Regions from separate parts of the Mus musculus genome. Here region 1 is linked to region 2. The links are chromatin contacts, called in public Hi-C maps. All regions are on one chromosome and are shown on one strand. Each heading gives the region's core, a stretch centred on a gene start, on an enhancer-like site or on the middle of the called end of the contact. The rest is flanking DNA. Distances are from core to core; before and after follow the strand shown.

Evidence for each region. A called contact is a pair of places that touch in the nucleus more often than the background predicts.
Region 1: a contact with region 2 is called in a Hi-C map of the N1E-115 cell line, with 2.2 times the contacts expected there. The contact joins two enhancer-like sites. A contact is called at or near these places in 3 of 15 datasets of contacts at CTCF or cohesin (the NIH/3T3 cell line, large pre-B cells and pro-B cells), 6 of 484 Hi-C or Micro-C datasets (the HL-1 cell line, the N1E-115 cell line, bone marrow-derived macrophages and 3 more) and 1 of 115 datasets of contacts at active chromatin or transcription factors (the NIH/3T3 cell line).

The regions. Positions count from the first base shown.
Region 1 is chr15:64,508,634-64,514,792 of GRCm38.p6, forward strand. No RefSeq gene overlaps it. Among named protein-coding and RNA genes, the nearest start is that of Gm46509, 8.2 kb to the left of the region's middle. Within about 2 kb of position 2,373, at least 20 of the 459 cell types and tissues checked have an H3K27ac peak or open chromatin away from gene starts, as enhancers often do. A contact at or near this core is called in the N1E-115 cell line, where this site is marked.
Region 2 is chr15:64,113,907-64,120,602 of GRCm38.p6, forward strand. It overlaps Asap1 (ArfGAP with SH3 domain, ankyrin repeat and PH domain1), which reads right to left. Exons shown (of 31, transcript NM_010026.3): 25 at 6,052-6,280. Among named protein-coding and RNA genes, the nearest start is that of Gm20717, 19 kb to the left of the region's middle. Within about 2 kb of position 4,720, at least 79 of the 459 cell types and tissues checked have an H3K27ac peak or open chromatin away from gene starts, as enhancers often do. A contact at or near this core is called in the N1E-115 cell line, where this site is marked.

The DNA.
Region 1 (6,159 bases), core at 1,123-3,622, 390 kb after region 2:
TAGAAAATTTTTGTGTTAATATTCATCTGGGTGGCCACTTACAGTTTTGCTGTTGTATCTTTATCTGGCCCCAAAACATTCCTACCCTTTTTGTTTTATGGAGGATCTTGGTGTTAGTTATTCTCTGAATGTCCAGTAGAATTCAGTAATGAATCCATCTGGGCCTGGACAGATTTTGGTTGAAAATATTATTATTATTGTTGTTGTTGTTGTTGTTGTTACTGCTTCAATCTCATTGCTTATAACAAGTCTGTTTGAGTTGGTTTAATTTTGGCAGATGCTATATGTCTGGGAATTTATCTGTATTTTTTAGATGTTGCAAGTTATCCTGAGAATTTCATTGGCATCAGTTGCAAAGAATCCCCTTTCAAATCTAAGTTTACTAATTTGTGTCTTCTCACACTTTCCTTTGGTTTAGCTTAGGCATTGTCAATTATGTTTATTTTCTCAAAGCAACCTCTCTTTGTTTCATTTATTCTTGGTTTACTGTTCTTTTCACTTCTGTCTCATTAGTTTCTTCCCTGATCCTTATCATTTATTTCCACTTAGTGAGTGGGTTTAGCTTATTCTTGTTATTCTAAGAGCCTATGATAAGTGCATCATTAAACTATATCAGACAACTTAAAGTATTTATAGTCATAAACTTCCCACTTAAAATGGATTTCCTTGTAAGTTAGAGGTTTTAATAAGTTTTTTTCATTTCATTTGATTCTAGAAACTTAAAAAAAATTTTCCCTAGATTTATTCATTGATCCACACATCTGGCAAAAGTATATTTTTCAGTCTCCATGAGTTTTTATTTCTTTTTTTCCAGCATAATATTTTTATTGATTCTTTGGGAATTTTACACCATGTACCTTGATAACACACATTTTCCAGTCCTTCTGTGTCTGACTCCTGACCCCTGTGACCACCTCCCATGAACACTAAAATAGAAAAGGAAAAAAAAAAAACCTCAAGTGCAAATTGTGTTATCTATATATTTACCAGAGCATGGTCAAACTCTCAGTGGCCTGCTCCTTAAATAGAAGCAGTGTCTCTTACTTCTACTTGGTAGATCAACTTCCAACTTTTGACTCTTAGTCTGTGAGTATCTTTGCCCATGTGGTGTGTTTCATTGAGACAAGAGATAATTGGATCTTGCCTTTTAATCTAGCCAGTTAGTCTGTGGGTTTTTATTGGAGAGTTGAGGTTATTTACATTTAAGTTATTATTGATTGGTACTTGCCAATTACTATAATTTATTTTAGTTATATTTTGGTTATTTGTTTATTCTTTTCTATTTACCTTATTAGAATCAGAGATTTTTCTGGTTTACTGTATTGGGCATGGTTGACTCCTGCAAGCTTTCCTTTGTTCAACTATCCTCCCATGAGATTTTTCTTCTGTGTGCTGTTATGACTGAGATAGTCTTTCTCTTCTGTGCATAGTATTATTTTAAGTATCTTCTGCAGTATTGGCACAGCAGTCACATACTGTGTTAGTTTGTGTTTGTCACATAGTGACCTTATTTCTCAATTAATTTTGAAAGATAAAATTTTACATATAGAAATATTGATTGTTAGTTACTTAGTTTCAGGGGTTGAGATATATCATTCCATGTTTCTTGGTTTTTAGGTTTGCAGACAAGAGGCCTGATATATTTTGATGTGTTGCTTTTGTTAGTGAGTTAGTTGCTCTTTTTCTCTTACAGCTTTTAATATTATAACTTTGGTTTATGTTTTTGGTATATTGACTTCAAAAGATCAAATATTCTTCAGCTTATTGGAGGATCCACATGTGCTTGCGAGAACTTTAGACTTTTCAACTCCACAGTGTGAAAGACAGGTAGATGGCTGCAGAGGTTCATTCACCTACTGAGCTCAGGCTCTGGGCTGTCAAATTCCAATGTTGTTCTCAGTTAGAGAGGGAGGGCTACTTTTTTCTGTAATAGGACTCACTTCCTGAGCCCAACTCCCTGATGCTTGTATCTTCTCAGCTTGAAAAGGGTAGGGAAGGGAGAGGCAAGGTACAAGAGGCTGCTGTCCATGACTGCCTCCAAGGAGTCCCTCTTGGTGCTATGGCAAGTTAGACTCAAGCTTCCTGATTTATGATTGTTCCTGTCCTCAAGTGCTCTGGGTAGTGTATTTTTACACAGCAGGGTTGAAGATAGTGCACAGCTACCAAGTTGTACTGAGTGACAAAATGGAATTTTTGTGCCCTTGTGGTGACCTGTCTGTTAGAGGAATCACTGTCCCACTAAAGCCTGTAAGGAATTTGAAGCTTGAGAGGGTTGTGGGTTTTCCCCAAGGGAAGGACTGCTAATCTGTTTCCATCAGGGCCTGGAATGGGGTTTTTGCTTTTCTTCCGAAAGCCAGGAGCTGAGTTGTTGGAGCTCAGTTCAGCCTGGGCCACCTCCTGTTGATTTCGTTATCTTGTGTCCAACACTCTGCATCTGTTCTAGCACACTCTTGGTGGATTTCTGAAAGGTCTTCTCTTTCTGAGTCTTCAACATGTCTACTTTTCTGATTCAGAATCTTTACCGTGTCACACGGAGGCAACTAGAACTCTACCATCTTACCCAGATCTGCATTTTATCAAGATCCCAGGTGACTGGTGTGCACAAGTGAAAAATGCCAGAGCTCAAACTCTCTTAGGGCTGTTGATAAAATTATAAACACTAGAATGAGCTTGAGAATCAGCTGTCTTGCAGCATGTGGATCTGGCCACTCAGGGATGGTATCCCCCAGGGATAACAAAGAACTGCTGCATGTGGACAATTACTGAATTCAGGTCAGATTATTTACAGCTGACAAGTGCCCATTCTGTATCAGGAAGTCGAACACTTACAAAGTAAATATAATTCAGTCCTTTTCCTCTAGAAGTTGACAGGCACAGAAGTCAACAGTGTCGGGATACTGACATAAGTGCCATGACAAATGATGGGTAGCCTGAAGGGGCACTGGTCTTAAATGCCAGCCCTGGAGTGGTATAGTCTTGGGCAAGTAAAAAATTTTGTGCTTGGTAAATGAGATTGCACTGCCTGGTATTCAGGGCCGCTTGCAGACAAGTGAATGAGTGTATGCACATTTCTGGTGATGCCGTAGTGGGGTTAGAGAAGGACTGAGATGGAGAACACTATAGTGCTTTCTGATTGGATACTCAGACTCATGCATTTCTTTATAATTGCTTTAGGCAGGCAGACAAGGGGAAAGTCGATATGGCCAGAATTAGACAGAAACCTCTTGGCAGCAGTGGCAGCTGAAGTTGGAATTAAATGGAACTATTAAAGAATTTGAACCTAGAGGTCTGGGGCGAGCAGAAGATACAAAATCCTTTGTAAACCAACCTCTGTGCTTGGACTTTGTAATAAGAGAGAGATGATCTGTCAGTGTTAATTTGGATCAATGAGACTAGAATCCCAACTCTTTCTGACTTTGGTTTTGGGGTGGTCTGTAACCCTGTTGGGGAGGTGTCTGGAATGTGTGGAGCAGTTCCTTTCAATGATGGGTGGTGGGTGCTAGACCACCCAGGGGTTTCTCTGAAAAGCAGTCAAGGAGAAATGAGCAGGAGCAAGCAGGGTCACTGCTGACAGACCCTGATTCTAGAATCTTCCTTGGAGGGTGCTCAGGTTTGAAAGGAGTGGGGGATGTAGCATGGGGTGGGGGGGATGTCCATACACTTCCTCCATGCCTTTGTTTTTCTTTGTTGTAATCCCTTGGGAACAACTGCTTACTAGAAAGAAAAATCGAGTAACACCTGATTAGAAAGGACTGCCTCCAAATGGTAAGGCACGGATTACACTTTTGAGTTAATTTTTCAGTTTGTACACAGTCTAACTTGGGACCAGCCATGACTGCATTTAATGGTGCCGTTTCCATCTTCTGACTTATTACCTCCCCCTCTCCTGTCTTCTCTTTCTGCTGTCATTTTTTCTCTCCTTTTTACTTGAGGAGGTTTTTTTTTCTCCACCTTTTATGGTTTTAAGGTGGAAGAGCTACAAAAAGAGGCAAACTATATATAACTGAAGGGAGAGAAGGAGAGAGGCAAGGAGGGATAAGACGGGAAATACACACTTATAGGAGCTCCCTCTCACCTTACTGTCTTGAGATATTTTATGCTGAAAATATGTTCCGTTTCCTATTGAGTTACCCAAGATCCCCCAGGAAACAAGGAGCGGAACTATATATCTGCAAGAAGCAGAAGGAGCACACTTCCTGCTTCAGATTATGGTCCTTCATTAGGTGATTGACCAAACTGCAATCATATTGTACTACTATGCAGCTACTTCTATAAAGAATGCCATTACACATCACAAACACTTCCCTGTACCATTAGCTCCATTTCCCCCTATGTTTATTGAAGTGCAGTTTCTTTTAAGCTGGCAATTGGTGGTATGTAGTCTCATGTGACCACAACCTATACCACATATGAAACACATGAAACACTTCTGTTACTCTGATGTATTTTCTGTTCAAATCACCCCCTGTCTCCATCTCGTTTTGAGGGGGGAGGGGCTTCTCCCACTGAATCTTGCATCTTTATCCACTTCATTTAAATGTGCGTGTGCAATGCACATTTTTTGGTGATCTTTAGTTTTCTTTTGCACTGCTATTGATAATCATCTTATTGATTTATATAGACTCTACTTTTTACCTAGAGTTCATTTTCAGGGTAAGGTCTCCACATATTAAATGACTAATTAAGTAATCTTGAGTCAGAGTCTGATGTATCCCAGTCTAGCCTCTAACTCTCTAAGTAGAGAATGACCTTGAACTGATCCTTAGAGGTGGGCAAAACACCCAGTTTATTTGGTGCTGAGGATAGAACCCAGAGCACTCTACTAACAGAGCTATATCCTCAGCCCTCTATATGTCTATATTTTTTCTTATATACTATGGCAAGCTTTAGTTTATGAGTTAAAAATAATAGAGCTTGCCATTTTGGACAGGAGGGATGATGGAGGACACAATGTAGGTAGGGGAGCCCCCCTCCCCATTTCAGGTTTCAGATCTGCCAGGACCCACTACTGGAGGGTTTATAACTTAGAATAGTTTACAAATTAGGATGCTAGTTACTGTGCTTAGTGGTTGTGTAATCTGTTGATTCTAAACTAAGATTGTGCAGTGTTTTTATTCACACAGTGGCTCAGCTGGGTTCCAGAGAAAAGTACACTGACAGGGCACCCTAGCCAGCCACAGGAATTTGGAAGTGTGAGGAGTGCATGGTAGTGGCCCACCCTGGGAACTTAGCAAGCTGGGTGGAGAGCTTTTGGAAGTCTGAGTCAGAGAGTCTGCCAGGCTGAGAACAGTTGGCCTGTCCACCAGTGCCCTGCCAGCAGGGGCATGGATTGCTTTCTAAATATTTCACTCAACAGGTGGCACTCAAGGTGAGGTGCTAGAATCCACTAGAAATTTAAGATTCTTAGCCTATGAGATAGAAATTTAGTCTGGGGACCAGTGCAGACAGTTAATGCTATTTATTATTTTGTTGTTGAGACATATCTGTTCCTAGCAGCTCCCCTTTTGTGGATTCTAAGAAGAAATTGACCATCTCTACCTCCAGGTAGGATACTACATTGTGAATGTGTAGCCACTGGGCAAAAATTACCTATTTTTATCTCCAGACAAAATACTGTCCAGAAAGAGGACCCACTATGCAGAAGAGTTGACTTATAATCTCTGCCAAGACAATGTAATTAGTTCTTCACTATTCTGTGTTACAAAGGTCTGTCAGATGACCCTGGGCCAGAAGGCTGAAGACTGATGCTCCAACTTCCTGACATACAGGAGCTGTATAGGTAGGCAGCTGTCTCTACAATAGTCTCAGTTCTGGAAGCTGTGCTGGGCTTCCTATATTTCCAGATAATATTGGTCATTCTCAGATTTCTGACTGAGTTGAAAGACTAGTTATAGTTTCATAGCCAACCCAGGCCTATTAGCATTGAAAGAATGTATTTAAGAGGATAGTTTTCAGATCATATACAAGCTAAACCAGGATATAATAGATATGGAAATATAAGCCTTTTTTTAAAAGTTATGCTAGCTAACAGAGTGTTCCATTTAATTGACCAAAATAATGGACTAGATGTTAGGTGTATCGTATACTTTATAAATTACAGAATGGTAATAGATATACTCAGTTTATATTTGAGAGAAAAGTTTTTTGGGGTTTTATTTT
Region 2 (6,696 bases), core at 3,470-5,969:
ATGTTTTCACAGGGGAGATGGTATTGCTTTTCTCTGTCCCAGTGCTGGACCTGGTAAAGCCTGGGCATCAATGCACAGATTTTCCAGTATTTTGCACATTTGGATTTCAGTAAAGGTGAAAACCCAGGTCTTCTACCTGGAGACCAAATAAAAAGTACAACTTTCAAAGTTCACAGAAAACGGCTTAAAAAGCCGTCTTGACAATAATATGCCTTACAGAAGACTTAATGACTGAAGCTATACCTGAGTAACTCTACCAGCACACAGAAAAGCTCTATCACTTACTAATGGTTTTCCCTTTATTTATTTTTATTATTTTTTATTTTTTATTTATTTTTCAAGATAGGGTTTCTCTGTGTAGCCCTGGCTGTCCTGTAGACCAGGCTGGCCTCGAACTCAGAAATCCACCTGCCCCTGCCTCCCAAGTGCTGGGATTAAAGGCGTGCGCCACCACGCCCGGCTCCCTTTGTGTTTTTAATTAACAATGTCATATATGTTCATTGAGCACATGATGCTATTTTGAAACACATACACGTTACGGAATGATTCAATGAGTCAATTAACATTTTTCACCTAATATATTATTGTGGTAAGAACACTCAGAATCTATTGTCCTAGCAACTTTCAAGACTACAATCCATTATTATTTGCTATAATAACATGTCCTACATTGTATTTTAAATTTATGTGGCTGTTTTTATGTAGCTGGTCCCATGGTTTTTTATAGTATGTTAATCACCTTAGTAAGCAGTAGTTAAAGCCAGGTGCTGTATAAGGAAGGAAGGAGCGCCAGGGTGACATGTTTTTCTTTGTTGATTTCTTTGCAGAGAGTAGCCTTAGATGTTCATTTGTCCCTCAGTCCCTTTCTGATACTGATAACAGTAGTGGATTCAAAGGAGTTAGGGTTGGTTCTGTAACAGTTACATAAGCACACACTTTGATCTCTCCCCATGCAGGAGAAATCAGGATTACCTCTGCTTCTTTTTTCATACCCTAGAGGCCAGGTGACTTGACCAGATAGCCTGTGTTAGTGACCCTTGTTGAAGATAAAGCTCTTGGTCAGCCCACGGGGCTTCAGGAAATGTGTTTAAAAAGGAATTTGGTACATCACAGCTTCCGTTCTGAATGCCTATCTTAACTGTAAGGTCAGTGAATTGTAAAGATCTTGCATCTGGTTAGTTTTGGTGTGTGGTGTTTTTATTTATTTGCAAATTGTTTTTTTTTAATAACGAAGCTTTAACAATTATTAAAATAATAAAATATATGGTGGGAAACTGGAAAAGGGCCACAACAACAACAACAAAAGCAAAGCTAAATATAAACATAAATCTAATGCGATGATTTAAAGGCAAAGCGCGTGAGTTGTTATACCAAGCCGCTCAAAGGGTTATCCCAGGAGATACAAGCCCCAGGGAGCGGTAGTCACCAACGTATGAACACTTGCCAGGCTTGTAGCACTCAGCCAGTGATGGCAAGCCACGGCAGGAAGCTGAGGGGGTCTCCCCATCTCCACTTGTCTCTTAGACTTCAGGCCTCTCAGAGAAGGCGATGCTTTGTATAAAGTGCTTCCACAGCTGTCCTGGGTAGAATTGCTATAAGCATTTCTACAGCGCTCTCCGGTAAGTGCACCGCCACTTCCCTAGGACATGTGGTCTGGTTCCATGTGTGCCCACTCCCTCCTTTTGCTGTGCATCTTTTGAGACATGCTTTCACTTATTCTTTCTGTTGCTTCTACACTTAATAATCTGACAGATGAACCCCATCTTGCACTGTGCTGAGACAACAGGACTATAGCTCCTGTTCTGGAGAAGTTTTCAGTAGGGCAGGAGGAAAAAGAAACCTGGCTTTCAAAGCAGGTTTGCTCTCCTCCTGCACTGCCCCCTACTGACCTGATGGTGCATTTTCTGCTTGCTTTCTTACTTTGCAGAAGGCCTTCTTCACTCTCCCCTGTATCCCTGCTCCTGAAATAGTTGTTGAATGAGTGCACTCGGTGGAGCTGTGCGGTCTCATCTGCTTGTCATTTCACTGTGCAGGCTCAAAGCAGTGACTCAGCAAGGCAAACACCAAATCCTTACTTCTGGTAACTCTGCAGGATTGGCCCTCATGGAGTAGGAATCCCGGGGGTCTAGACTGAGGGTGGAGTCTGTATGAGGTAGGAGGTCTCCATCATAGCATGTACACATGAGATGCAACGGTTAGTATTCACATGCTATTCAGAGCAGTAATATTTCTGGATTCTAGCACACTAGTTGTTCCTGCTTCTAAAAGCTTAAAAACTTAGTTCTTCAAACCGAGTTTTGCTCCTTGAGATCAGACTTATTCTTTACAAAGTTTCTTTTAGTTAAAAAGCAGGCAGGCGTCAGGTCTCGATATGGTACATGCTAATCCAGCTAGTGAGCAACTTCACTCTGGTCCATAGTTCCCTGAAAACGCCTTAAAAGAGGCAGTGGCAGAGAGAACCAACCCCAATGGATCACATGGTGCCATGTGCTATGTCGAGTGTTTCCTACAGTCCTCAATCTTGTGAGAAGTAATGGCTCGATGGTGGGTATACATTTTTGCCATTGACACGCAAAAAAGCATGAAGATGAATAATGGCAGACAGCCATGACTCTAAACTTTAACATTATTGTAAACCAGCTAAGTTAGCCAACCAAGCAAGCAAACACTATGTACTTGCAAGTACCTGTTCTGTGAGATGAGCTGTGCAGCTATTGGTTTCCCATGATCCTCCACTCCAGAAGCAGCTGCAGCCACAGCCCAGCAGACCTAACAGGAGGATCTCTCCATACACTGCCTCAATGTGCTCTCCATTAGGCAGGTAAGAGAAAGACAGAGGATCTCCCTCAACAAGGAAAGAAACCGTGGGGTGACTTGCCATAGCTTGCTACAGCTCTCCTGCTACAGCACCATGTGATCTATAGGAAATTCCTTAACTTTACTAGGGCACAGTTTCTTTGCCTGTACAATGGGATATAGTCCTTCAGATTCCTCTTAGCTTTAAAGAAACCAAAGTTCTATGATAGCATTCAAATGCAAAGATTGAAAACCAGTAAAAACCTCAGGGTCCCGGTGACCCCGAGGCGGTTCTGTTTAAATTGTATTGGGTAGGGGGCTGCTGGTTATGAGAAAGATCTACACACTTAGCTTTGTACCTTCAGGGATTCTCTCTGGACTCCTTTCTGCAGAGAGCCAGGCATCTGACTGCCTGAGCTGGAAGGATGGTGAATGTGGGCCTGGGATGCTGCTGGCTGATGGGAATTTAGATCAAACTTCCCTGAGTTCTGATGAGGTCACTGGACGGTTCTGGAAATCCTTCTGAGCTTGCCTCAGAGGAGGTTTTTTTCTCTCTTGCTGCCTCTTGCACTCCCCTATTTGTGGGGGACTTTGTCAGAGGTGCCTGTTCTGTCCCAGGAAGTCATGATCCCGAGCTTCCTACATTTGTATCTGTGAGCGTAGCTTGTGCTATAAGCAAGGACCAGGGCCTTCCTTGCTGTGGAGAGAAACTAATGACAATCCAAAGGATGACTGATTCCAGACAGCTTTGTTACAAGTAGATAGTTATTCCAGTTAGCAGGATAGATTGAAAAAAAAAAAAATACAGGACCACAAAACACAAGGCCCTCTGCACAGGGTGCTAGCTGACTGTTTAACAGTGTCCTCTAAGGATCATATTTACACTGTAAGTTTCTCCCATGTAAGAGCAAGTGAGCCCGGCTGGTTAAGGACAGTTATGGTTCAGTGCCTGGCAGCTGTCAGATAGGCAGCTGTCTATCTGTGTCAGCAGCAGACAGTCCAATGCTCGGAATCTGATGTCCCACGATAGGCTGCCAGGGGGAACTCAGTCAGGAGAGTAAGTTCTATTTTCAAGCATGGGCTTGACCTGTAAAAGGAAGGGATAGGTGGTCTATCCTTCGTTAACCACGGTTGCTATGGCCAAACCTCTAAGCCCATTTCAGCAGCTGAACCGCTGAATAAATGTAGCCTTTGTTTTCTGGGTGTTCAGTAAAGAGCTAGCTAGAATTTATTCAATGCAGGCGAGTGATGCCTGGCACTAAGCCAGATGGAGCACTCTATGTTTTTTTTTTTTTTTTTTTACGTCCCTGTGAGATAAAATTACACAGGGAGGCTACAAGGGGTGGGGGTTGGGTGTATTAGTTCTTGGCTTCTGCTGTCAGCGAAGGCTCTCTGAACAGGTGCTGGCTCTGCCTGTCAAGACAGGTCACCACATAACCAGGGCACAGAAAATCAATCCTTCAGATGCATTTATCAGGTCTGGAGGCTCCTTTCTGTCCTCTTGTCAGAAGCACGACTTGCTGGGGATCATGGTTTTGCAGAAGGGAGAACAGCACAGAGCTCACACAGTATAGATTTGTAAGCTTGGTACATTAATGGTCTGTCTTTAAAAGTGTGTTCTAGTAGACTGTGCAGAATGATAAGAAACACTTGGCTTGTATCCACCACCATAAGCGTTTGTCTTTGATGAGAACTGCTCACGCTAAAGCTTTATTGTAATGTTCCCTATCATTTTATGATCTACAAGGTCATTTGGGGTCTCTCTAAGAACACAGCTCCCATTTATAACACGATTTCAATGGAGAATAAGCTGTGAAAAAACCAGTTTTGAATAAAGCTCACATTTGCCAGAAAACAGCACCAGTGTGATTCAAATAGGCCAGTCGTTGTGTACCAAGGGCACTGCCAACCTGTGCTGACCGGGGCTGAGCGCACTGGGAGAATCCCACATTTGGATTCTCTGGCAGCTACAGTGCTCAGCACCTCTCAGCTACAGCCCTAAAATTTCTGTGTCTTAATTTGACCCTCAACACCGAGCTCCAGAGCTGGACACACTCTGGAGAGAGGACAAAGGGCTAGTGTTTGTGGTAATGGGTGGGGAACCACCTCCACTGGCCTAATGTTGGGCTGGTGAAGGCATCTGACAACATAGGGAGTAACAGCGGCCTAGGCCATCCTCACCTCATCTGAGAGTATGGGACTGTGGGTTTTGTTCATACGGGATCTGTGTTCGGACCCCAGGTAGATGAGAACCTACATTACCTACCTCATTTGGAGGCGTTGGGATGGGAAAAGTGTGGTGTGTGATCTCTTGTGAGGCAAGTGCTTCACAGATATTATCAACTACTATGGCACCCTCATCCCACTCCGGAGTCAGGGGCTCATGAAATGCAGGTTGTCCTCAAACTTGCTAGAATGATAACGAACTCCTGATCATTTCATTGTTTCCTGTACCAGCCAGTTAAGTAGGGCTATTGAAACCATGGAGGTTGCTGAAGGAGTGCTGTTGCTTTTCTACTTAATCAGGAACAACAATTCATATGGGTAGGAATCCTACAAGAAGAGCGAGGCCCCCATGTGACAGAAGGACTGCAAAGGAGGCTAATAGCACGGCAGGCAGCTTATTTCAGACTTTAGAGAGGGAAGTCATCGATGAAAGGAAGAAAAGGAAGGGGAAATGAATATCAAATCATTAAAAGAGTGTAAGTAATTAGACTAAGAAGCACGGCGTTTGGGTTATCTGGAAGGATAGTGATTGTGTAATCGTGACGTGCACTTTCACACAGTGCTGGGGATCAAACCCAGGGCTTCATGTGTAAGGACACGCTTTCTACCAACTCTCACCTCTTTAGTTCAGACAGTCACATATTTAACACAGAGGCATCTCAGTACAGAGCAAAGTAGCCTTTCAGAGAACCAAGAGCTACAGACAGCACAGGTGCTAACACCCATGGCTCTCAGACTGAGTCTCAACTACAAAGTCACTTTACCGTTTCAGTCTTGGTTTTTTTTTTTTTTTTTTTTTTTTTTTTTTCAGGAGGATGGGCATAAAAAGCCATGTAACTCACTGGAGGTTAATGCAAGGTAACAAACACACCTACAATACCCAAGATACGACCTTTTGCACTCTCGTGCCTGGGGAATGACAAAGTCGCACTTCTGAGCTGCCCCGGATAGTATGTTTCAGATCCTGCCACTTAACTGGCAGGCTAAGCAACCAGGGGGTCAAATCCATCAGCGTCCTCAAGCTCGTACCTTTCCCGGCGTTCCGAGGTGGCAAAGGGGGAGCCTCACTGGTGGGTGATGTGGGCAAATCTGTGCTCGTAGAGGCGAAGATCTGGTTGGTGAAGGCTCCGTAGGAGAGCCGCTGCTTGTCCCGTGGAGTGCTGAACCCTGGCAGTGCCAGCTTGTCCTGTGGCGAGATGCTGGAGGAGTGGCAGAAGCTCTGTGGTCTGGGCGAGCGTTCCTTTTTGATCGGGCTTGGCTGGTACAGGAAACAACAGATGGGATGAGACTCAAGGGCTGCCCTTGAGGTGTCCAGAAGACCCCTGCAGAGTGGGCTCAGGAGGTCATCTGGGTCCTATGGCCCTCGGTGTGGTATGTGGTTGGCCATCAACACAGCTTCACAGAAGTGACAGGGAAGGAAGACTTTACACTGCCGACATCCTCATCAGTAAGTCCCACCAATGCCCATAGTTAGGGATCAGTAGGACATTCAAAAGTGACAGGTAATAGTCTTTATTCAACAAACAACTCCCTGCAAAGGACCTGTCAGCCTTATTTGAACACTATCCCCGTTAACCTTGAACCTTTGTTACATCAAGTCCTTTTCTCTGTACAAACCTTTCACCTTCACCCTTCTTCCACAGCTGGTTTAGAGGTGCTACCCACAGGCTACAG